Linked DNA regions of Mus musculus: region 2 is linked to region 1. Evidence: chromatin contacts called from public HiChIP or PLAC-seq data. All regions are on one chromosome and are shown on one strand. Each heading gives the region's core, a stretch centred on a gene start, on an enhancer-like site or on the middle of the called end of the contact. The rest is flanking DNA. Distances are from core to core; before and after follow the strand shown.

What was found. HiChIP or PLAC-seq counts read pairs in DNA pulled down with a chosen protein or histone mark.
Region 2: a contact with region 1 is called in an H3K4me3 HiChIP or PLAC-seq map of bone marrow-derived macrophages, with 5 times the contacts expected there. The contact joins two enhancer-like sites. A contact is called at or near these places in 1 of 15 datasets of contacts at CTCF or cohesin (the NIH/3T3 cell line), 5 of 484 Hi-C or Micro-C datasets (bone marrow-derived macrophages, brown adipocytes, macrophages and 2 more), 2 of 115 datasets of contacts at active chromatin or transcription factors (both in bone marrow-derived macrophages) and 1 of 9 other capture datasets (adipose tissue).

The regions. Positions count from the first base shown.
Region 1 is chr10:5,188,490-5,194,610 of GRCm38.p6, reverse strand. Syne1 (spectrin repeat containing, nuclear envelope 1) reads left to right here. Exons shown (of 146, transcript NM_001347711.1): 91 at 1-138; 92 at 1,439-1,579. Among named protein-coding and RNA genes, the nearest start is that of Gm51757, 140 kb to the left of the region's middle. Within about 2 kb of position 2,895, at least 25 of the 459 cell types and tissues checked have an H3K27ac peak or open chromatin away from gene starts, as enhancers often do. A contact at or near this core is called in adipose tissue, bone marrow-derived macrophages and macrophages, where this site is marked.
Region 2 is chr10:5,285,245-5,291,365 of GRCm38.p6, reverse strand. Syne1 (spectrin repeat containing, nuclear envelope 1) reads left to right here. Exons shown (of 146, transcript NM_001347711.1): 55 at 1,794-2,150. Among named protein-coding and RNA genes, the nearest start is that of Gm51757, 39 kb to the left of the region's middle. Within about 2 kb of position 2,830, at least 166 of the 459 cell types and tissues checked have an H3K27ac peak or open chromatin away from gene starts, as enhancers often do. A contact at or near this core is called in adipose tissue, bone marrow-derived macrophages and macrophages, where this site is marked.

The DNA of each region.
Region 1 (6,121 bases), core at 1,646-4,145:
TGCAAGATGCTGACGATGAAAGCCAAGCACGCAACTATGCTGCTGACTGTGACCGAGGTCGAGGGACTGGCTGAAGGGACCGAGGATCTGGACCGCGAGCTCCACCCTACGCCTTCAGCCCACCCCTCTGTGGTCATGGTAAGGATCAAGCCTGGCCGTACAGCTAGCTTTGCTCTTTGGACTGAAGCACGGCTGCTGGTGGCCAGGAGCCACAGCCATGCTTCTTTAGAGACTAGCTTTAGAGGTTGTAGATCCTAATTTAGGAGCTGGCTCCTTCGTTTGTAGTGACTGACTGCCCAGGAACCAGAGCTAATCTTTACCCCTATAAACAGTGGCATTTGTGACTGCTAATGTTAGATTTGGAGTCCAAAGGCTGCCCTTCATTCATGACCAATTTTGCAATAACACTGACCTATTTTGTGTTTTATTTTGAAAATAATTCCTTTACACCAGAGTCATGACACATAGATTTAACTGTTTTCCCATATATACATATACACACATATACATATATATTCAAATATATGTGTGATATATATTCCCATATATGTGATATATATGCATATATACATATGCATATATATATATATATATGAGAAAAACTATTATGGCAGAAATGAAGAAATTAACTAGTCAAAGTTTAGTTTGGGACCAAGAGACAATTTAATCTCCCTTTTATACCATTATTTCCCTCTACATTTTGCAACTGAGTGTTTTGGTAACTATAGTATCTTCTGGTGATGTATATTTTTCTCACTTATGCTATGCCTCAAGTAATAAGTAACATATTCGCAAACCATGTGGCCATATGTGACTTTAGATCAGCAGTTCTCAACCTTCCTAACATTGTGACCCTTGAATACAGTTCCTCGTGTTGTGGTGACCTCCAACCATAAACTTATTTTATTGCTACTTCATAACTACTTCTGCTACTGTTATGAATGGTAATGTAAATATCTGTATGCAGGCTGTCTGATATGCGACCCCTGTGAAAGAAAGGGTCATTCAACCCCCAAAGGGGTCACGACCCACAGGTTGAGCAACACTGTTTAGTTGCATTTAATTTCCCTGGACATTTGGAACTTGAGATGACACAAGAGGCCAGGTTTTATTTCACAGATCCCATTTCCTGTTTGGTGCACATTTTCCCTACTTATTTTATAAAGCCACAAATACACTCGATGAAAAGAGACACTTTTGACCAACATCAAAATTCTTGGGTGTGAAGTGCAGCCACGAATCTGTCTGTTTTAGAAACAGTCTTAACACAACCACTTGACGGTCATACTTTTATATACTAACCCAGAGTTAATATGTAAACTAATGCCAGTCATGCCAACCTTGGCTGGATAATGAAGTCCTGAGCTTTGTCTGTGAGGTTTTGTGCTAACATAGCTAACAGATTTTTATGTCCCCTGGGCTACATTCTGTGTGGCAGATGACTGCAGGTCGCTGTCATACTCTGCTGTCACCTGTCACTGAAGAGTCTGGGGAAGAGGGAACCAACAGTGAGATTTCCTCTCCACCTGCCTGTCGCTCCCCATCACCTGTGGCTAACACGGAGGCGGCTGTTAACCAGGTACCTCCCACTTGTCCTTCCCACACTGTGAGCTCTCAATGGATGCAGTTCTCCGTTTGCCATCCCCATTGGTCTGTGGCTATGAGTCCCCAGTTTCATCGAATTTGGGACCAGAGGCCATGCCATTAAGTGTCACATAAATTATGGTTGTCATGGAAGGTGACATATGTCGCCACCCCAACTGAGCTACTGGTTGGTGAAGTGAGCAAAAATTAGCTCATGAAAATTATAGCCCAGTATAAACAAACTCATCCACCATGCAAATTAAAGCCCAAAGAAGGTCCCTTTAGGGCCTTATGGCTTCCTAAAGCAATCCTCGGCATGGGGTACTGTATCCCAAAGGAGAACACAGAAGTATGATTCTATGGCTCAGTTAACATGCATGGAGGACTGCAGTAACACTAACCAGGTCCTACTTTAAATAGCAAACCTTGATTCCTATGAGACTTTTAGTTTCTGTAAAGTGAAGCTGTGCCTTGTTATGGGCCACATTTTAACATATCTTACACTAAATATAACATATTCTAAGTGGTGTGCCAGAACACTTAGTGAGACGTATATGATATAAGCAAAATACTTTCAAAATAACCAAAACTTTTAATGTGTGTGTGATAAGCGGTGATGTATTTTTAGCCAAAACAAATTTTGACAGATTTTAATGATGTTTCTAAGAAGTTATGTAACTGCTCGTGAGCTGAGATAATATTGAGAGGAGGCACTAATTAGAGCAAGTGTCTCCTAGACAGTGCTATAAATCCATCACTTAAAAATGTTTCTTTTATTATGTCACTTTAATTTTAAAGCCAAAGGGTTCAAATGGAACTTCTGTGATAAAGAGAACAGGCCTCCAAATTCAAAAGGTCATAAAGTTGCCAAGACATTTAGATGGTATGACAGTCTGTTGGTAGAGACTGGTACAGTTCTGGGGAAATTCTTAAGTCATCCATTCAGGAGATACATTCTTAGCTGGCTGTGGTGGCTCACACCTGCAATCCTAGCACTTAGGAGGCTGTGGAGGTACGTTTACCATGAGTTCAAGACCAGCTTAAGAGCTAGGTAGTGAGTTTCCCTCTACCTTGAGTTACAGAGTGAAAAAGCCCAGGCTCAAAACTAACAAATCAAATCAAACCAAAAGACCTCTGAGCAAGCCAGACACAAGACTTTCTGTCTTACACACAGAACAGAAAAGTCAACAACAATTAAATAATAACAAGAGTAATAAGAGGAAATTAACAAGAAAAGGAGAAGTTCAGAGCTCCCTGGGAGAGCTCTGATGCCCAAGTTCTGAATTAAAAATATGAATTACTCATCCTTGGATGATACGGTTTCTTTCCTGTGGTCATGGATGTCCCTAGAACTAGAGGAGATGGATTACAGTCAGCTGGTGGTATATCAAAATGATTACATAATATTCTTAAACTTTTCAAGTAGAACAGTTAATACTGATCTTGACACTGTGTGCTGTGGAAGTCTATGCCTTTTCTAATAGTTTCTATTTTTGTGCTCCATCTTGGTCAACACTTTCAATGTACATGTGAGGTTGTCCAGTACGTCATCACAAAAACACATTCACGATTTTCTTGTTATTAGTTGATATGAGTGATAATCACATCTTACAATGAGCTAGATTAGGCTTCCTGTGGCTTAGTTTTTACAAGTCTCCTCCATCACAAGATGTCAGTTAAAATCCATTGTTAGGCAAACATCCAGGCAGGGTCCAGACCCCTCTTAGTTAGTAGATGTGACCTCACCTAGGCTAAGGCAGGCGGCTTGACTTGGAGGATACTAAATAGCCAATGGAGTCTTCGCATTGTTTGTTTAATCAAACAAATCTATAGGCCACATCAGTTGGCTGAATGTTCCCAGAGTACAGTGTAAATCAGTGAGAGACTGACAGCTTGGGTAGCAATGCACTAGATTTCAGAACTAGTTTTAAAACTCCAGGAGCTTCTAGCAGATGCCCTTTAGCTCCAGTTTCCAGACCGCCAACGCTGTATAGCACAGAATGTACACAGCCATCCAAGGAAGAGCCAGATATAGTTACTTAAAAACATCACATCCGTGAAGGGGCTCTGTGCTCGCTCTTTCTGTAAGTAGATCTCTGTTACATAACAAACAGATTTCCCCCTCACAGCCAGGGTGTTCCCTCCTCTGACTGTGAGGGAGGAGGCATCCTCAGTTTGCCACAGGCTCCTTCATCCCCCTAGACACAAGCTGTCATCTGGCTTCCACAGAAGAGTTGAGACAGATATTGTGTCATGTTGTTGGCCTCCAGGTCAGAAGCTTCGTGAGACCACAGCTCTTCAGTGTCCAAGCTGCCTCTCTCTGGGTGGTTCCTCAGCAGCTCCTGAGGAAACAAAAATGAATAGTAACACACAATTACAAGTGCTAAATGGGATGTTTAATTATCACTAACTTTTAAGACTGGGAAAAATGTGGATCAAATTGGAGCCAAATCTGTCCAGATTTATTTCCTTGGGCATCTTAAGCTTAGACATATGAGCACCGAGCCACACATTTTTAACCGTGATTCCTCGCTGTACCAAGCATCGATGGCAGCCATTGTTTATGGGTTTCTTAGTGACTGTGATTTACTCCTTGAGTTCTGGTAGCTCTCGCATAACAGCCCCAAGTTCCTCATATACAGAAGATGATGGGCTTTCAACTCTACAAGAGGCCAGTTGTCAGGTAGAACCAAAAAAAAAACCACACATAGAACCAAAAAAAAAATTTTTTTTTTGGTAACAAATTGCACTCTAGCTCTTGGGGGTCTAATTCATAATTGGGTATGTACTTGAGAAATTTTATGTTACTTAAAGCTGGACTTTGTTTTTTCAAGCTGGTGACAGCAATAGGCTTATAGTTCCACCATACCCACTATTCCAAGACTCCTGCTGATTCTCATTCCATGAATGGAGCCACGCCCACTGTTCTCTCTTACACATTACATTCCTACCAAGAAATTATTTTTTAAATTAGGGGAAGTAAGAGATATCCAACAACAGTAGTAAGAGAGAACACTTACGTTAGTGTACCCACGTAAAACTTATATTTTTAACGGGTAAGCATTATGGAGTTTTCCATTTAAGATTTCAAGATCTCAGTTAACTACGGGTCCCTGAAAGTGTGGAGAGTATGAGAACATGGGCAACTAGTGTCACTTCTAGTGTCTATAAAGTGAATCTAGGTACAATATTCATTCCACAAAGCCCCCTGCCTGCTATTTTGCTGAACACACACAATATGCTCAGAAAGCAAAGCCTCAGGCATTATGGCTGTCATTAAGGGGCTCAGAATTTTGTGTGCAAAGGCAGATGATGGAGCTAAGAGGGTGGCAAGTGGCCTGAAAAGGGGAGCCTCATGTGATGGGAGACCCCAGAGGCAGCAGCCAAGCCAGGTGGTTTAAGGTCTGTGTCAGACCTGACCCCATTCGCTGTAAGGGAAGGAAGCCTTGTGAGGTCTGTGGAGGGTGTTAGGATAGGGGCAGGGGGAGGGGACTTTCTCAGGTAAAAGGGACCCCATGTGGGAACCTGGAAGCAGAGAGAACATGTAAGCCACAGAGGCAGCAATTGCAAAGAGTCTCAGTATAATTGGAAACACTTAGATCGAGAAGGGGATGTAGGAGCCACACCATGGAGGATGTCTTAGGGTTTCATTGCTATGAAGAGGCACCATGACCAAGGCAACTCTTACAAAGGAAAACATTTAATTGGGGCTGGCTTACAGTTTCAGAGATTCAGTCTGTTGTCATCATGGCAGGAAGCATGGCAGTATCCAGGCACACATGGTGCTGGAGGAGCCAGGAGTTCTACTAGACAACAAGGAGGAGACTAAATTCTTCAGGCAGACAAAGGAGACTAACAACTGCAGTGGGTGGAGCCTGAGCATAGGAAGCCTTAAAGCCCACCTACACAGTGACACACTTCCTCCAATAAGGCCACACCCCCTCCTACAAGGCCACATCTCCTAATAGTGCCCCTCCCTATGGCCAAGCATTCAGACTACCACAAAGGAGCATATAAAGGAATTTATGGCACATGAATGACTCAGGACTTTAACCAGCAGACACCAGTGAACCACTGAAGGAATTGAACTAGCAGCTGTGTCCAGAACTTACTTGGACTAGATTATTCTAGATCAATGGACACACTAGAAGTGTGTGGGGGTTAGGATTGGGAGGTTAGTGTCCTGGCTAGTTTTGTGTCAACTTGACACAGCTGGAGTTATCACAGAGAAAGGAGCTTCAGTTGAGGAAATGCATCCACGAGATCCAGCTGTAAGGCATTTTCTCAATTAGTGATCAAGGGGGAAAGGCTCCTTGTGGGTGGAACCATCTCTGGGCTGGTAGTCTTGGTTCTATAAGAGAGCAGACTGAGCAAGCCAGTAAAGAATATCCCTCCATTGCCTCTGCATCAGCTCCTGCTCCCTGACCTGCTTGAGTTCCAGTCCTGACTTCCTTGGTAATGAACAGCAATGTGGAAGTGTAAGCCGAATAAACCCTTTCCTCCCCAACTGCTTCTTGGTCATGATGTTTGTGCAGGA
Region 2 (6,121 bases), core at 1,581-4,080, 97 kb before region 1:
GTAAATATCTGGGCATAGTGGTGAGCCTGTAACCCCAACACTGTTGAGTGAGCAACAGGTGGTTGCCAGTCAGCCTAACAAAAACGGTGAGCTTCCGGCTTCCTGAGATATCTCAACTCAAGAAAGCAAAGCAGAGAGCGACAGAGAAAGACTCTTTATGTCCCGTTCTAATCTCCGCATGGACATGCAGAGGCTGTGCACACCCGTCCACTTGCGTGCATCACATATGCAAGCACACACCCTGACACAAAGATAATCCATGTGAATGGAATCAGAGTCAGCAAGCGTGGTCCTGCTCTCCCACCAAATGAAACTGAGGTAATGGATCTGAGGGAATTGAAGAAAGTGACCTTTGACAGCAGACTCTTGGAAGTCCAAAATCTGAAAAATGTCTGTAAGGTTGAATATCGTGTTCTAAAGCAATCTTGTTAGATTTAGCACTTTCTAAGCTATAATTTTTCTCTTTTTAACCACAAACCACTCTATGTACTGATGAACAAACATAACTTTTAGAATCCTGCTGCCAAGAAAGGCTCACTACATACACATAAACTACCATGTGTAAGAATACGCCTACACATGTGTAAAATTATGTCTCACGTTATTGTGCTTTTGACTGCCATATAATTGGGCACTGTAAATGATCTACATCAAAGTGTGCCTTTATTGTTTGTACCTGTGAGAAGACAGATTAACCTCAGGCTAATCAAGTAAAATGCAAAGTGTGTTATATGGACTAGTTAAATATGGACTAGTTAAAATACCTATTCTGCTTCATACTTCCATGATACATGTATGAACTCAATGGCCTGATGTTCTGTGGTTAGCTTGTAATTGGTCTTGTTTCCTCCTCCTCCTCCTCCTCTTCCTCCTCCTCTCCTGTCTCTTGTTTCTGCCCTAATAATCTTCTTTCTTTCTACCTAGCCAGGACTGAAGACATAATTTTTGCTTTAACACTGACAAAATCAAGCCTTAGCAATACACGTTATGTTTGCACCAGAACGACCACTTTAACAAGAACAAATGTCATTAGAAGCACCTAATTTTCAAGGACATGCCCTGACTTGCCTATTTCACAATGAATATTCTAATTATATCATAAAATCCTTTCTCTATGTGAGCCTCAGCACTAAACATGGTATCTGAATTGCCACATTTCTGGTGAAGGGGTTTCATCTCCCCCCTCCCCCTCCCCCTCCCCTCCCCCCTCCCCAGGGAGAAATGCCAGCAATAAACAAACCTAGGCTAGAGTTTGCTTTAAACTCTTAATTAAGTTCATCTGTGAATTATTAATTTCGGTGACCATAAAAATGCCTCCTTAGGTACAGAAATATCTGAGGTTGAGGAGGGCTGGTTCTCTTCTGACTGTGGGTCAGCCTGACTCCCAGCAGGGAAGAAATGATTTAAGCCACCCTTCTATGGGAGATGATGGAAATTAGAGATTACAGACAGGGCACAGTTCATTTATCCATCCACATAAGGGTGAGTAAGGGTTCTAGGACTCTTTTTAGTCTATAGGAGCTGAACACTACACTTCCACATATCTAAATAGCGCCCGTCCAGGCAGCACGGACACTGTGACGCCCTGCATGATTTTGCAATAAGTCAGACACTCATGAGACTGACTCCTACTAATATAGCTTAGGAGAGTATAGACACAACGACTGCCATTCCCTGTGTACATTTGCTCAAACTTCATAGCAGGACAGAGTCCTGATCTGCACACATGTTGAAAACTGGTAGCCCAAGTGACTAAGGGCCTCCTTGGTTTCCATGGCAATATTCCATTACAGGAGCTGATAGATTCCAGAGAGATCGGTGCAGGCCGCCTAAGCAGAGTGGAGTCGCTGGCCCCGGCTGTGAAACAGAACACAGCTGCCAGTGGGTGTGAGCTTCTGAACTCGGAGATGCAGGCCCTGCGCGCCGACTGGAGGCAGTGGGAAGACTGCCTCTTCCAAACACAGAGCAGCCTGGAGAGCCTAGTCAGTGAAATGGCTCTCTCCGAGCAGGAGTTCTTTGGCCAGGTGACCCAACTCGAGCAGGCCCTGGAACAGTTCTGCACCCTTCTGAAAACCTGGGCCCAGCAGCTCACCCTCCTGGAAGGCAAGAACTCTGACGAGGAGATCCTGGAATGCTGGCACAAAGGACGAGTAAGTGGTTGCCTTCCTGTTTACCGTTGGGGTGAATAAGCTAAATATTTCTTCGACTCCTGTGGTTGCTAAAAACGGGTTCTGATAACTAAGTACATGCAGCCCTCAGAGGCAGAAAAAAAGTATTCAGTAAGTTTGCAAAGTGTCTTTTCCCCCCTCCTAGTCTATAAATCAGACTTTGGTATAAGTTAGCATAAGTAGGAGGGAGATGCTATTATGTCCCGTTGGAAAACATTCTTTCTGCGGTGGCGATATTTTACTTTCTTTCTGATGGTGTAAGAGTTTGCAATACTGTATCAGCCATTCAGCTTGGAAAATGCCCTGTGGGCAGGGGCATAAATAGACAGAGAGTCATAGCTCCCTCGTTGCCAGTTAACTCTTTCAAACAATTAAGTGATTGAGTTTATAGCATGGAAAGGCACATTTGATAATTTTCTGAGCCACAACTAATAGTTTTCAGTGTCTGTTTATCCTCTTCATGATTTTGACAGCTGAACTTGAATTAGCTTGTTAATACAGATTAACATTTACTAGACACCTTCTAGGGAAAAAAAAAAAAAAAAACTATTACCACTCTTAGAACCTGAGAAAAGGAAGCAGAAAAGGGAGGGGGACGGGCTGAAGCTTACCAATCTCTTACTTCTCTGATTCCTCTTGGGTGCCTTGGCAATGCTCTCAATATTTGCTGCTTTATAACGCTCAAAATCACGGCTGTCCTTAAAAGGAAGTTTAGTGAAGTCAATGTCTCTGCTTCTATTTATGTTATAATCATTTCGAAATAGCTCCAGCACATTAGGAAGTCACAGAGTATTTCAAGCGCTGTCTTGTTTAAATGAACGTGTGTGTGTGTGTGTGTGTGTGTGTGTGTGTGTGTGTGTGTGTGTGCAGGGACAGAAGTGGGGTGGGGGGGAGGACAGGCTGGAAACCCTTCCACAGGGTCCAATTCTCTGTATATAATAGCGAAGTCACAGTATTTTGGCTCTTTTTAAGTTTTCATTTCTTTGTGTTCTTTTAATGTGAATGAAAGAAATGTTAAAGATCTGGTTGCAGCTAGCATTAATCACTGTTAATCACAGTGACCATCTCCTGTGTTGGGACTATGATTGGATAATCAGCTAAGACTTAAGGATACACGTGCTGATGCAGGCAGAAACAGGGTTTTCAGTTGTGCTGAGTCCAGGATGATGGGTAATTCCTGTTGACCCATCCCTGTTTGAACCTAGGGCTCTAGTTTCTAAGGAAAATAAAACATTGCCTCGTAACAGTCATTGTCATTTAATATTGTCAATATTCAACAGCCAATGGTCATCTAATGATAAAAATTTACCCAGAATTTAAGACAACACTTCAAATTCCATAAGTGGGTAACAAAATGTTTTTAAAGTAGATGAGCTGTAGCAGTTGTCTATGGCAACAACAATCTGCTGTTAGGAAGGTCCCACAGTGGCTGTCAATCACAGTAAACACTAGAGGCCATTGTAAGCCTTGGTCTTATGTCATGGGGAAATTCCCTTAAGGTGGATGATCCATTAAGGTGGATGGTACACTGTGGACATCTGTTGATTGTATTTACAAAATTCATTTTAAAGCAATTGGCTTGCTAGCTTAGAAATGCTGCTATTTAAAAAAAAAAAAAAAACTGGACAAAGAAGAGTTCCTTTGGAGCCTGATGGAAGCAAAAGTTATGAGAGCCAATGCAGGATTTGTGGGGATAAACGCTCTACTAAAATACTGGATTTTAAATGAGGTTATGAATATGTTTTTAAAGATTTATTTTTTATTTATGTGCATGTGTGTGTGTGCATATATGTGTACAAATAATGTACATGTGCCCATGGAAAACAGAAGGGGGTGTCACATCACTTGCAGCTGGAGTTCTCAGCCACTCAGTGTGGATGTTGGGAGCACAACTTGGACCCTGTAGGAAAGTAGCAGCCGCTCTTAACCACTGGGCCATCTCTAGGGTCCTGTGTACTTGTTTGTAAATGAAAACTTTTGCTAAAAATCTTTTCAGTTTTAATGCCCCTTAACTTACAACTGGCCTACTTTAATTTAAAATCTTTTGGTAGATAATGGCATTTCTTTAGTGTTCTTGATAATTCCCTTTAAAAATGTTCAATATGATTAAACATTTTATTTTTTTAATTGTTTCAGTTTTATTACATGTGTTTTTCTTTTTTAAAATTTATTTATTTTTATTCTTTTTTATTGGCTATTTTATTTATTTACATTTCTAGTGTTATCTCCCTTCCTGGTTTCCTTTCCACACAAACCCCCTATCCCAACCCCCCTCTACCCTGCTTCTATGAGGGTGCTCCCCTACCCACCCACCTACTCCCACCTCACTGCCCTAGCATTCCCCATGTTGGGGCATTGAACCTTCACAGGACCAAGGGCTTCTCCTCCCATTGATGCCAGATAAGGTCATCCTCTGCTATATATTCGGCAGGAGCAATGAGCTCCTCCATGTGTATGTACTCTTTGGTTAGTCATTTAGTCCTTGGGAGCTCTGGAGTATATGGTGGTTGGTATTGTTGTTCTTCCTATGGGGTTGCAAACTCCTTTATCTCCTTCAGTTCTTCCCTTAACTCCTCCACTGGGGTCCCCACACTCAGTCCAATGGTTGGCTGTGAGCATCCACATCTGTATTTGTCAGGCTCTGGCAGAGCCTCTTAGGGGACAGCTGTGTCAGGTTCCTGTCTGCAAGCACTTATTTCTGGGTTAGTCTTTAGAGTTTTAAAGAGAAACTATATAGTTACTTTTTTGTGACGTTTCTAAATAAAAGTGTTTCAGAGGACTTTGGGACACAGGTTGATGATAGAATACTTGAGTGGCTTATTGTGGGGACCTGGATGCCATCCCTAGAACCACAGGAAAGGAAAGGGAGAAACTAGAAGGAACTGAATGGAAAGGGAAGGAAAGGGGAGAAAAAAAGCCCATGCATGCTTTCGAACCTACAGGAGGTGGTCACTTCAGTCTCCATATCCCCGCTGATAGGAGTCTCAGCTAAGGTCACCGCTCATAGACTCCCTGGAACCTCCCCCATCCCAGGTCTCTAGCTACTCCATTGTTTGCCTTTCCCTCTCCAACACCCCCTCTCCTTACATCTGACCCCCATACCTGCTCCCCTCCTCACCCCTTCTCCCACCCAGTTCCCTCCATCCATCCACCTTCAATGACTACTTTGTTTCCCCTTTTAAGTGAAATGCACACATCCTCCCATAGGCCTGCTCTCCTTATTACTTAGTTTCTTTGGATCTGTTAATTATACTGTGGCTATCCTGTACTTTTTGGCTAATGTCCAAGTATAGGTGAATACAAACCACGTGTATCTTTCTGGATTTGAGTTATCTCACTCAGAATGCTAGTTTCTAGTTTCATCCATTGGCCTGCAAATTTCATGTTTTTGTTTTTAATAGCTGAATAGTATTCCATTGTGTAAATGAACCACATTTTCTGTATCCATTCTTCACTTCAGTGACATCTGGTTGTTTCCAGTTTCACACTATTATAATAAAGCAGCTATGAACATACTTAAGAATCTTTGTGGTATATATAATAGGGCATCTTTTGGGTATATGCCCAAGAGTGCTATAGTTTGGTAGTGGGGTAGAATTATTCCCAATTTTCTGAGAAACAGCCAAATTGATTTCCAAAGTAGTTATACCAGTTTGTACTCTCACCAGCAATGGAGGAGTGTTCTCCCTCTTCCAAGTACTTGCATGTTCTGTCCCTTGAGCCATTTTTAACCTTAGCCATTCTGATGGGTATAAGATATAATCTCATGATCATTTTGGTATGCATTTCCCTGATGGCTAAGGACTTTGAACATTTCTTTAAGTGCTTCTCAGCCATTAGAGATTCTTCTGTCAAGAATTTTCTTTTTAGCTTTGTGCTCCACTTTTAAAATTGGATTATCTGTGTCTAATTTCTTGAGTATAACACACACACACACACACACACACACACAG